Regions from separate parts of the Sus scrofa genome. Here regions 1 and 3 are each linked to region 2. The links are chromatin contacts, called in public Hi-C maps. All regions are on one chromosome and are shown on one strand. Each heading gives the region's core, a stretch centred on a gene start, on an enhancer-like site or on the middle of the called end of the contact. The rest is flanking DNA. Distances are from core to core; before and after follow the strand shown.

Region 1 (3,177 bases), core at 520-3,019, 330 kb before region 2:
CAGTGGGTTAAGAACCCGACTAGTGGAATTCCCATTGTGGCTCTGTGGGTTAAGAACCTGACTAGGAACACTGAGGTTGCAGGTTCGATCCCTAGCCTTGCTCAGTGGGTTAAGGATCCAGCATTGTCATGAGCTGTGGTGTAGGTTGCAGACATGGCTCAGATCCCACATTGCTGTGGCTGTAGTGTAGGCCAGCAGCTGTAGCCCTGATTGGACCCCTAGCCTGGGAACCTCCATATGCTGTAGGTGTGGCCTTAAAAAGCAAAAAAAAAAAAAAAGAATCTGACTAGTATCCATGAGGAGGCAGATGCAATCCCTGGCCTTGCTCAGTGGGTTAAGGATCTGGCCCTGCTACAAGCTGTGCTATAGGTTGCAGATTTGGCTTAGATATGGCATTCCTGTGGCTGTGGCACAGGCTGGAGCTCCGATTTGACCCCTTGCTCTAGGAGCTTCCATATGTCACAAGTGCAGCCCTAAAAAGGAGGGAAAAAAAAAGGAAAGAAGGGAGAGAGAGGAGGAGAGTGCAGAAGAGAGCGATGGAGAAGCCACTGCCTGTGACAATACATAGGGGTGCCTGTGTGACCTCTGCTCTGAAAAGAGCTTCTTTAACAACTGCCTTCCTTTTCCCACTAGTCCTTATTTTGAACTGACTGCTCTGGGCCTGGCCAGATGCTACTACTTACTTTGCTAGGGAATTGCCCTCAGCCAACAGCAGCCTTCTCTAACCTTCAGGAATTTACGAGGCAAGACAGGAAACAGGTGAGCAGTTATTAAAGACTTCCTTTTTTTTTTTCCCTGTCTTTTTGCCTTTTCTAGGGCTGCTCCTGCGGCATATGGAGGTTCCCAGGCTAGGGGTCTAATAGGAGCTGCAGCCACCAGCCACAGCCACAGCCACAGCAACATGGGATCCAAGCCACGTCTGCAACCTACACCACAGCTCACGGCAACACCAGATCCTTAACCCACTGAGCAAGGCCAGGGATGGAACCCGCAACCTCCTAGTTGGATTTGTTAACCACTGAGCCACGACGGGAACTCCAAAGACTTCCTTCTTGCCGATATAAATCTCCCCTGTGGACTATCAGTTCTTTACTTCCCATTTGTTTGGGCCTTTAACCCTCACACATAGGAAAATATCTCTTTCTTCAAACGCCAAGGGAACGGCCACATGGTCACAGGGAGGGACTTAGCTACCCAGATTGCACTAGCCACTGGCAATTTTCAGCTTCTTTCTCCTAGACCTGGTTGGTGTAGAAAGAAGACAATCAAAGCAGCAAGGATCCGAAATAGCACCGATGAACAGCATCGAGAGGGCTCCACCCTACTTACCAGCTTTCCCAATCTGAACAGCCAAGCGCGTCAGCTTGCCTTGCAGCACCGACTTCTCCTTTTTGGGCAGCTTGGCAGCCTTTTTCTCCTTTTCCTCATTGTCGATTCCCTCCTGGCTGTTGAGTGGCTGAATTTCCAAGGCCACTCCATCCTGAGTCTTTGCTAGGGTGTACACACAAACAGAACAGGTGAGTAGGCCAGGTAGTAGCACTGCGTAGCAGGTAGGTGGAAACTAACAAACCCTCCGTCTTATTCCTGGAATATACCTTGGAGCCTTGACTTCAGGTCTGACCACCCTCACTCCATGCCAGACAGGGAACTTGCCTTTCGACCATCTATAAGGGCCTTGGGAATGATATCTGAACAACTAGAGGTGAAATGGATACTTTTGGGGCATGGATTTCCTCTTCAGTGGCAGCTTCTTGGCACTACGTCAGAGCCCCAGGCCAGGTTCGTTGTTCCAGCAAGAGGATTAGTCATGCCACTAAGTGCTGTTACCAACAACCATCCTTCCTGGAATTCAGTGCTTAAAATAATGAGTCTTTACTTCAGAAAGGGGCTGAAGGGGGACGCTGTAGATGTTTCCAGAGCATCGGGGTCCTAGTCAGCTCTTTAAAAGGTGCATCTCTCTCTCTCTAGACTGTCATGGAAGAAACACAGAACACAGGCTATCTCCCAGCTCCCCCTTGTGTTAACTGAACGACAGGGGAAGGAAATCTCCCCTGTCTGACGAAGGCAGGGGGATACAGAGTGGGACCTGGGGGAAAGGGAAGAAGCTGGTGTGAGGGACTCCCTGGAATAAGAGAAAGCAGGAATAAAGACAGACATAAATCCATTTTGCTTTAAAAAGAAGAGTTCAAGGAATCTAAAATTAAAGAATTATTTCTGTGGAGCCCTGGGTTCGCCGAAGTGATGACTTTATTCTGAAGACTACCATGACGTGGGTTACAAAAGGAAAAAAATCTCTAGGCGCTGTCTCAAGAGAGTGGTTCTTGTTGGTTTCCAACAGCCCTCCAACTTCACCCCTGCAGAGCTTGACCCCTTTGGTTAGATGCCCTTCCTGAGATATTATTGTCTCTGTTGTCACACTCACAAACAAGACAGAGACAGGATGTAAACACGGCCACCAAAAAAGAAACACACATCAGATTAGGAGGAAGAAAACAGACTGTGGAGAGAACAAGGAAAGAGGTGGGGAAAGAGGTTACGTAGAAAGGGCTCTGTCCACCCTGGAGAAGACGAGCAGAGAAGGAATCCAGACCGGAAGAGGACACCGATGAGGAAGCTGGCAAGAGGAGGGTGCAGGGACTGCCCATCCCAACTCCCTCCACCATATGCACCCTGAAGCCTTCCAACCCAGAAATTGATGCCTTGTGGTGTTTAAATCCGGTATGGGGCAATGAGGCAAAGAGCTCAGTACCCTGGGAAGAGCAGATTTGCTCCCCCAAGAGAAACTTTGACATGAGGTTCCTTGAGCCAACAGCAGAGGGTGCTGTTGTCCCAGCTTCGATTGGGTTTGGGAGCTTGCGACCATCCCCAAATCTCTGCACCTTCCTCGGGATAAGGGATCCCGGCCACAGCAGCAGATAACAGATTTATGGAGAGGAAAAGGGAGAAGGCAGATGGCCTGGAAAGGTCTGGTTTGAGTGTGGCAGGTAGAAATGGTAAATGAGTGGGTGGAGAGGTTACCTTTGTTGCGATTTTCAGGGGCTCCTTGTTTTTTACCTGTTTGAACAAGAAAGAAAAAAGTGGGGTGGAGACCCAAAGTGACTATTAAGAGATCAGACAGTCAGATCTCTTAATCTGACTGGTCCTGCTCAGAGCCCAAACGGGCGACAGCAAAGGGGC
Region 2 (3,459 bases), core at 539-3,038:
CAGCATTATTCACAATAGCTAAGAAGTGTAAGCAACACAAATGTCCATTGACCAATAAATGGATAGACAAAATGTGGTATGTAGCCATACGACAGAGTACTATTCAGCCCTTAAATGAAAGGAAATTCTGACACATGATACAACATGGATGAACCTTGAGACCATTATGCTATGTGAAATAAGCCAGTCACAAAAAGACAAATACTGTATGATTCCACTTATCAAAGTTATGGGTAGTATTCAAATTCAGAGAGATAGAAAGTTTTTTTCTACTCTGGATGGTTGCCAGGGGCAGAGAGAGAGTGAAATGGGGCATTTTTGTTTAATGAATGCAGACTGCCAATTTTGAAAGATGAATAAGTTCTGGAGACTGGTTGTACAATATTTAACACTTCTGTTAAGTGCAGTACTTAACACTTCTGAACTGTACACTTAAAATTATGATAGTAAATTTTATGTGATGTGTAATTTACCATAATTTAAAAAAAATTAAAGGGATGATTCTTGGATGTTGGCATGAGACAATTTGTTGAAGAAAGAGCATTTAGGGTACATGGGTACATCTAAGCTACTGAGATGCTAGATAACCCAAATTCTTCTAGCCCCTGAACTTCAAATTCAGACTCATATATCTGACTGCCTGCATGTATCCCCATGCAAAGGCCTAACAGGCATCTCTAACTTAGACCCTGTCCCTCCCATCTTTCTAACGTCAGGAAACAGCGTTAGCACCCACTAAGTTACTCAACCTCAAAATCAAAGGCTCATCCTTGACTGTCCCTAACTCCCTATCTGGTCCATCTTTAAGACTTGTCAGCTCTTTGTCTAAAAATATATTATCCTGGATTTCCTGCTGTGGCGCAATAGGATCAGTAGTGTCTTGCGAGTGCTGGGACTCAGGTTTGATCCCTGCGCCTCACAGTGGGTCAAGGGTCTGGCGTAGCAGCAGCTGCAGCTTAAGCTTAGGTCACAACTACAGCTCAGATCTGATCCCTGGCTCGGGAACTCTGTATGTCAAGGGATGGCCAACAAATAAAATAATAAAAATACACTATTCCCTTTTCACTGCTGATCTGCCATTAGCTCTCAAGGAAGCTGGGCAAGAGGCTCCTGCTTCCAGTTTCCTCCTTTTCTCCACACAGCAGACTCTCCCATGTGCTTTTAAAAATGTGAATCTGATCCCTTCACTTCTTCTGCTTAGAACAAGTTATTTTTTAAACATTCCAAATAAAATTTAATCCATTCCGTGGCAAAAAGTCTAGCCCCCGCCTGCTCCTCCGACCTTATCCTCCCCTTACTCAGGGTCTCTATGTCTGTAAAATGGGTACAATGCTCTACTACAGAGTGAGCATCAACCATATTCTAGGCCAACTATATTCGTAGCTTACAGAGTCCTTGCTACAACAAGGTACTTGTTATTAGCCCAAAGATCATTGCAAGGATTAGATGAAAGTGTATGATGCTAGCAAATGATCAACAAATATAAGAGTCCCTTTCTTTCCCTTTATCCAGGAGGGAGAGAGAAACTCTAAAGTCCAGATGAGTCTACACCGGTCACAGATGGAGCTGGAGCCAGAGCCAGCTGTCTTTGTGCCCTGCTCCCTTGTTCATAAGCCTAACCCCCTGTCCGCAGAGAGTGTCTGAGCCCAGAAGGATGAGCACTCGCTCTCCAGGGGGACAAGTGGGTTGCCTAAAGAGTTAAAATGCCTCTTCCCCAATCCCAGCCCTCCCCTTCCCTGCATCTGCCTTTGTGGGTTTAATGAGAAACCCAGGCACTTTGTGAGAGACTGTACAAATAACTTCTAGGGCGCCACTAACTCGTTCAACAGAAAGAGACCCAGAGCTGCCAATGCTTTAGGGAAGATAAGTGAGTGGAAAGAAGGTGGTTTTTACAGCGTCAGGCCGTCAGAAGTCAGAAGGATTTTGCGCGGTTGAGTGTGAGCTCCGCCCCTGCAGCAGAGCTGAAGAAGCCAGGATCCGGGCTCCTCAACCCCTCTCTTCACAATATTTGATTAGGAATTTGGGGGCGGGCCCTGGTCTGGCACAGACCCGCACACTCTCAGTAGACGCTCACTCCTCTCCCTCTCACACGCTCTCCAACCAAGGAGGCCAGACAGAGGGACCTGATCACTCTCTGAAAGGTTCAACTCGAGGTAAGTCAGTCATTTTACTTCAGTTTTTGTCCCTGGTAGTTCCCTAAAGGAAAGGGGCTGGGGAACAGGAAAGGGCCAGGAGGGAGGAGTCATTCCTCTTGGCCCTCTGGGCTGAGTCCCAGGATGCTGGAGGGGGGAAGGGGAGTAGAAGTAAGGGGTTCCAGCATGCTACTTTTGTTCTCCAGCTCCTCTCTGGTTGTTGGGGGGCCTCCAATTTCAGGCATGAAAAAGTGAAGGGCCAGGTACCTAGGGGAACCTTCTCTGTCTACTACTTGTAAATTCCAGTGTCCCAGCCTTGTGTCTCTCCTTGTGTTCTCCCTTACAGAGAGGTTGTGGTGCCTGAATGCTGTTATGAGAGCAGAGGGGGAGTTTTGTGTAGTGTCTCTGTGTGTGTGTGTGTGTGTGTGTGTGTGTGTGTGTGTGTGTGTGTGTTGCTGGGGTGAAAGGGGAAAAATAAAGAGAAGTGTTGAGAACTGACCATGGCCAAGAAGCTGCGAAATAGGAATCCAGTTCAGGTTAGGGGATAGCTTCTGGTTTGATGTCTTTGACTCTGACAGGAGGGAGAGATGGTTCTCTAGAATGGAGAAATGGAAGAACAGTAGCCCCTGAGTAAGCTCCCTCCAACTTGCCAGTCCTAGGAACTTTCCATCTCACAAAACTCTGAGCACAGGAGGGTCTCTAGCGTTGGGGATGGGGGTGGATTCAAGAGTATACAACCCTGGAGCAACACTGCTAAGAGATAAGGGTGGGGTAAAGAGAGGCATAAGGTCCCCACCAAACCCTTTTAGTAGTCATGACTCCAAAAGAGAAGCCAAAGTGGGCAGGACGCATAGTCCTGGAAGATCGAGTCTTGAAGAGGAAGGTGGCTTTTGTCTGCCAAGGTGCCTCGTCTGGAAGGGGAAATGGAGACAGAGGCTCACTGTGCCAGCCTCCAGACAGCCACCTTGGTCCTGCAGCAGCCCAGGGCTGTGCATGGAAAAATGCACTGCTGGCAGTGGGCCACTCCATCCGTCCTCTCCTGGCCAGTGCCAGGGCCCAGCCAGCGTGCCCAGGCAGTGGGCGGTTGGGTCAGCTCCTCAGAAACACTGTGGGCTCTTTGTCTGAGGCTGCCTGAGGATGAGCCAGGGGCCTCGCCTCTGTAGCCCAGAGGCCAGTGGAAAGAAGTAGGTCTAAGGGAACCACTTTTAGGGGACAGAGTGAGCTGAGAGAGCCAGTGGCTGGAAGGTGACTAGATTGACTGTCACTTTCATCAGTGACATGGTCCTTCTCATCAGTGCATTGGATCTGATTAGGCTTTTAGACTCCT
Region 3 (3,676 bases), core at 764-3,263, 260 kb before region 2:
CTCTTCCCCTTCTTCCCTGTAAAGAGGGCCTGGAGCTGAGGGGGTGGGGGATGACCTCCAGATAGAATGGGCAAGAAGGGGCAACTAGGAGATAGAGGACATCCGGGAGGATCTTAAGACTCCCTGCCAGACACCCCACCCAAAGGAGGAGGTGGCAGGCTACAGTGGGATTTTACTTCCCCTCCCCCAGTGGTGTCAGTTGAGTGCCCGCCTATTTCTTCAGCTGAGATTCCCCCCTACCAGGCCGGCTGGCGCCGACATCCGTCTGCAAGTTATTCTAAGTCAGGCAGGAATGCCCAGGAGGGTGGTGTCTCTGGCCAGCAGAGTGCCCACTCTCTCCCGGGATGTGGCCAGACACTCCTGGGTCCTCCACAGCCAGCAAGAGAAAAGCGGTGGGTCCTTCAGTGAGATGGAGGAGTGTGTGAGGCTGGACTTGCCTGGGGAGGATGCCAGCCGGCCTCCTCCACCACGAGAGCGAGCCAAGTATTTGAGTGAGTGTGTTTGTGAACGACAAGCAGGAGGGACAATCCCAGTCTTAATTTCTAGCTCTTTAGCAAGTGGCCCAGGCTGCTCGGGGACCCTCCCAAGGATGCCTGTGGCAACCCCCAACCGCCAAACACTCACCAGCCCCACGGTCACCAGCCTTGAAACTGCAAACTTTCAAACTTCACCCCTTCTGCTTTCTCCCCTTTTGACCAGCGATGTACGGGGCGGTGCCCTCAGAGACACTCATACAGTTGGTTCTTGACGCTCCACACACACTCAAACAACAGCAGTACAAGGGAACTCCCAGCTTTTTCCACTGCTAATTATAGACGTGAAAGTCTGAGGATGTTTTGCGAGCGGTAGAGAGAAACTGCTGAGGTTTCCCTACAAAGCCAAAGAAATTTAATTTGTGCACTGCCCTTCCCCACTTGCAACTTCTAGCGCCTACCTCCACCCATCCCCCAGTGAGCCCCTCTCCCAGTCCCCGATGCAGCCCCTCCTTCCTGTTGAGCATTTTGTACTCAGTTCTTTTTTTTTTTTTTTTTTTTCCCATCTCTCTTTGGGGCTTTCAAGAAAGGGAACAGACGCGGAAAATATTTTTGCAACAGTTTTCCATTCTGCGTCTCATTCCCAAGCCAAGGGGGAGGGGAGGGCAGGAACGAATGGGGGAAAATAAATGCTTTTTCCAAAAGCTCCATTTGGGTATGAAAAATACAGTCTCTCCACTTCCCTAGCCCCACAGCCCAGGAATGACAAAAACTCGAAGGAAAAAAAGAGAAATCACTTGTTTGATTATACGTTTCTCAGAACTGAGTCTAGGAAGGAAATATAGTATTTGACAAATCTGTGCGCGAGCACAGACACACACACCCCTAAACCCAGCTGCAAGAAATATGCTAGGAAGAGGAAATTCAGAGAATTTTATCAGCCACTGAAAGGAAAGAAAGAAACTAAGTTTGCAAATCAAGATTCAATTCATTCTCTGCAAACCTACCTTTCTTTCTAGCAGAGATCCAGGCTTCTCCACGCGGGACTCTTTCTCCGGGTTTCCATGGACAGAGGTAGGGGGGGGTGACGACCCACCGGTGTCCCCCGTGTGGCAACCACGCCGGAGATGCTGGCTGGTCTCTCCTGCCTTTCCAGCTACGACCGGGGAGTGGGCTGGGTCTCCTCCCCTAGCCCTCCCAAAGGAAAGGACCTCTCAGGTTCCTGGAAGAAAAGGGTGCTGGGAGCTGGGCGGGTGTCTCTGGGCTTGCCCTCCTCGGGGAGACCGTTCCCCAGGAAGTTCGTGCCCCCCCTTCAACCCCCCGCTTCAGACGGTCTCAACAGCAGAGCTTTCTTAAGAAAATGCTTGTCATGGCAACAGCTCCAGCCAACTCGGGCCAGACTCCTGCTCACCAGCCGGGCCTGGGCGGGAGGAGAAAGGGGAGGAGCGAGGGCTGGAAGAGGGCGGGACTTGGCGAGAGGCCAGACCATTACTCTACTGTTAAGGTGGCCCGATGGCGAGCTGCGGCTTCTTCCTGATTTGTCTTAAGGGGGACTGGGGGAGAAGGGGAGGAATCCTCTTTTCTGTGGGGTTTCCCCCCCGCCCTTGCTCTCCCTCGTTAAAAGGAAGGCAGGGTGGGGGTGGAGGTGGGAGTGGATGTGGGTGGCGGTATTCAACCGTTGCTGGGTGGAGGGAAAAAAAGGAAGCTTTTGCAGGCGGTTGGTTTCCTGCAGCTCCGCTCAAACTCTTAACTCACTTAGAACCAGGACCCGGGAACCCAAGGTGGCTGTGAAAACTTGTACAATTCCCTGCCACCCACCTGCCGCTGGTCTGAAGGAGGGGCTCCCTGGAGGAGGAAAAGGAATTGCTCAGACATACACACCAGTACATAGCTTTGCTTATAGACACACCTTAGTAGACACTCCTCACCCAGATTTCACACACACAGTCCCGGGTCACACTTGGCTCCCGCTTGCCTCTGTACCCATCAGAGGTACATCCACAGTGCATAATAGCTGCCTGTTTTTCAGTCCTACTACGTGTGGGCTATGGCACCAAAAGCTTTGCATATATGGTTTCGTTTCTAATGCTCATGGCGATCTTGAAAGGTACTTATTATCTTCATTTCAGAGTTCAGGAAATTGAGAATCAGTGACTCGCCCAAGCTTCCACATCTGTTTAATAATAACAGAGCAAGGATGCAAGCCCAAGTCAGACTGACTCCAAAGCCAGTCTGTGTACTTTCCTGCACTTGTATCATGCTACAGTACACATTTCCATTTTAATTTGCACACACTCAGACATCCAGGTACACTTATACACAGACTGTAAACTGTTAAATCACACCCCAGCAGCCACACACCCACCAGCATTGTGCAACAGTGCCACCCATAGATTTCGCCTAAAACCTTCTGGCTTTCAAGTGCAAACATGCATCCCCGACTGGTTCACACTGCATATCTTCATTGACTGATAAATTCCCACGCCGTAGACCTCAGCACACACACAAACACTCACTTGCTAATGAAGGCAGGGTGACACACCTCACAGATTAGAGTGGTAAACTAGGATGTGGAGAAGCTGAGTATTATCATCCTGGGCTCTTAGCTTTCTTAATCATTGGAAATTGATAAGAGGCCAGACAGGAAAACTCAGGTTAGGCTTTACTGGGGCCCCTGCAGCAGTTTCCAACGGTTTCCCTTGCTGGCTCGCTGGGGTGGGGATGGGATACGAGCTGGCTCCTTATTTGGGGTGAGTGTAGGGGCGGCTCCAGAGGTTGGGCCAGAGGAGTGGCTTAGGTGGTCTGCTCTTTGGTGACTGTGTGCAGGGGGCAGGCCTATTACCCTGCTTTTACTCTCTGCTCTTCAGAAGTGGTAGTTGCGTTTTTAGTTTTTTTGTATCTTCTTGCCCATAATCTGTCCCAACTGCGCATGTATGAAGCTATTTTTAAACACTTACAGTTTCTTTGTATTTTGTTGCTCTGGGAGATGTTTGTCCAGGTGCAAGCACTGCAGCCACCGCAGCAAAGGGTCCCAGGTCCCAGGTCCCTGCCTGTCTCAATGGCCACAGCTTCAGGGTTTGGGAGGAGATCTCTTTGATCCTCCTTTCCTAACCCAACACCTCCCACCACACCTGTCCTCCTCTGCCATCCATCCTCCCTACCCCAGGATGAAGAACCATCTTATGAGTCTATCTTAATATTTT

Evidence for each region. Hi-C and Micro-C count contacts between places; a contact is called where the count stands out from the background.
Region 1: a Hi-C map of omental adipose tissue shows a contact between it and region 2, with 1.9 times the contacts expected there. The contact joins the enhancer-like site here to the promoter of FMOD in region 2. A contact is called at or near these places in 25 of 47 Hi-C or Micro-C datasets (adipose tissue, alveolar macrophages, blood and 17 more) and 2 of 2 datasets of contacts at active chromatin or transcription factors (alveolar macrophages and skeletal muscle).
Region 3: a contact with region 2 is called in a Hi-C map of embryonic fibroblasts, with 2.2 times the contacts expected there. The contact joins the promoter of ATP2B4 here to the promoter of FMOD in region 2. A contact is called at or near these places in 5 of 47 Hi-C or Micro-C datasets (embryonic fibroblasts, fetal skeletal muscle, heart right ventricle and 1 more) and 2 of 2 datasets of contacts at active chromatin or transcription factors (alveolar macrophages and skeletal muscle).

The regions. Positions count from the first base shown.
Region 1 is chr9:64,405,878-64,409,054 of Sscrofa11.1, reverse strand. It overlaps ATP2B4 (plasma membrane calcium-transporting ATPase 4), which reads right to left. Exons shown (of 21, transcript XM_021063194.1): 7 at 3,019-3,054; 8 at 1,330-1,491. Among named protein-coding and RNA genes, the nearest start is that of LAX1, 53 kb to the left of the region's middle. Within about 2 kb of position 1,769, at least 12 of the 83 cell types and tissues checked have an H3K27ac peak or open chromatin away from gene starts, as enhancers often do. A contact at or near this core is called in adipose tissue, alveolar macrophages, liver and 1 more, where this site is marked.
Region 2 is chr9:64,072,182-64,075,640 of Sscrofa11.1, reverse strand. It overlaps FMOD (fibromodulin), which reads left to right and starts at 1,788. Exons shown (of 3, transcript XM_003130105.4): 1 at 1,788-2,153.
Region 3 is chr9:64,334,691-64,338,366 of Sscrofa11.1, reverse strand. It overlaps ATP2B4 (plasma membrane calcium-transporting ATPase 4), which reads right to left and starts at 2,013. Exons shown (of 21, transcript XM_021063194.1): 1 at 1,481-2,013.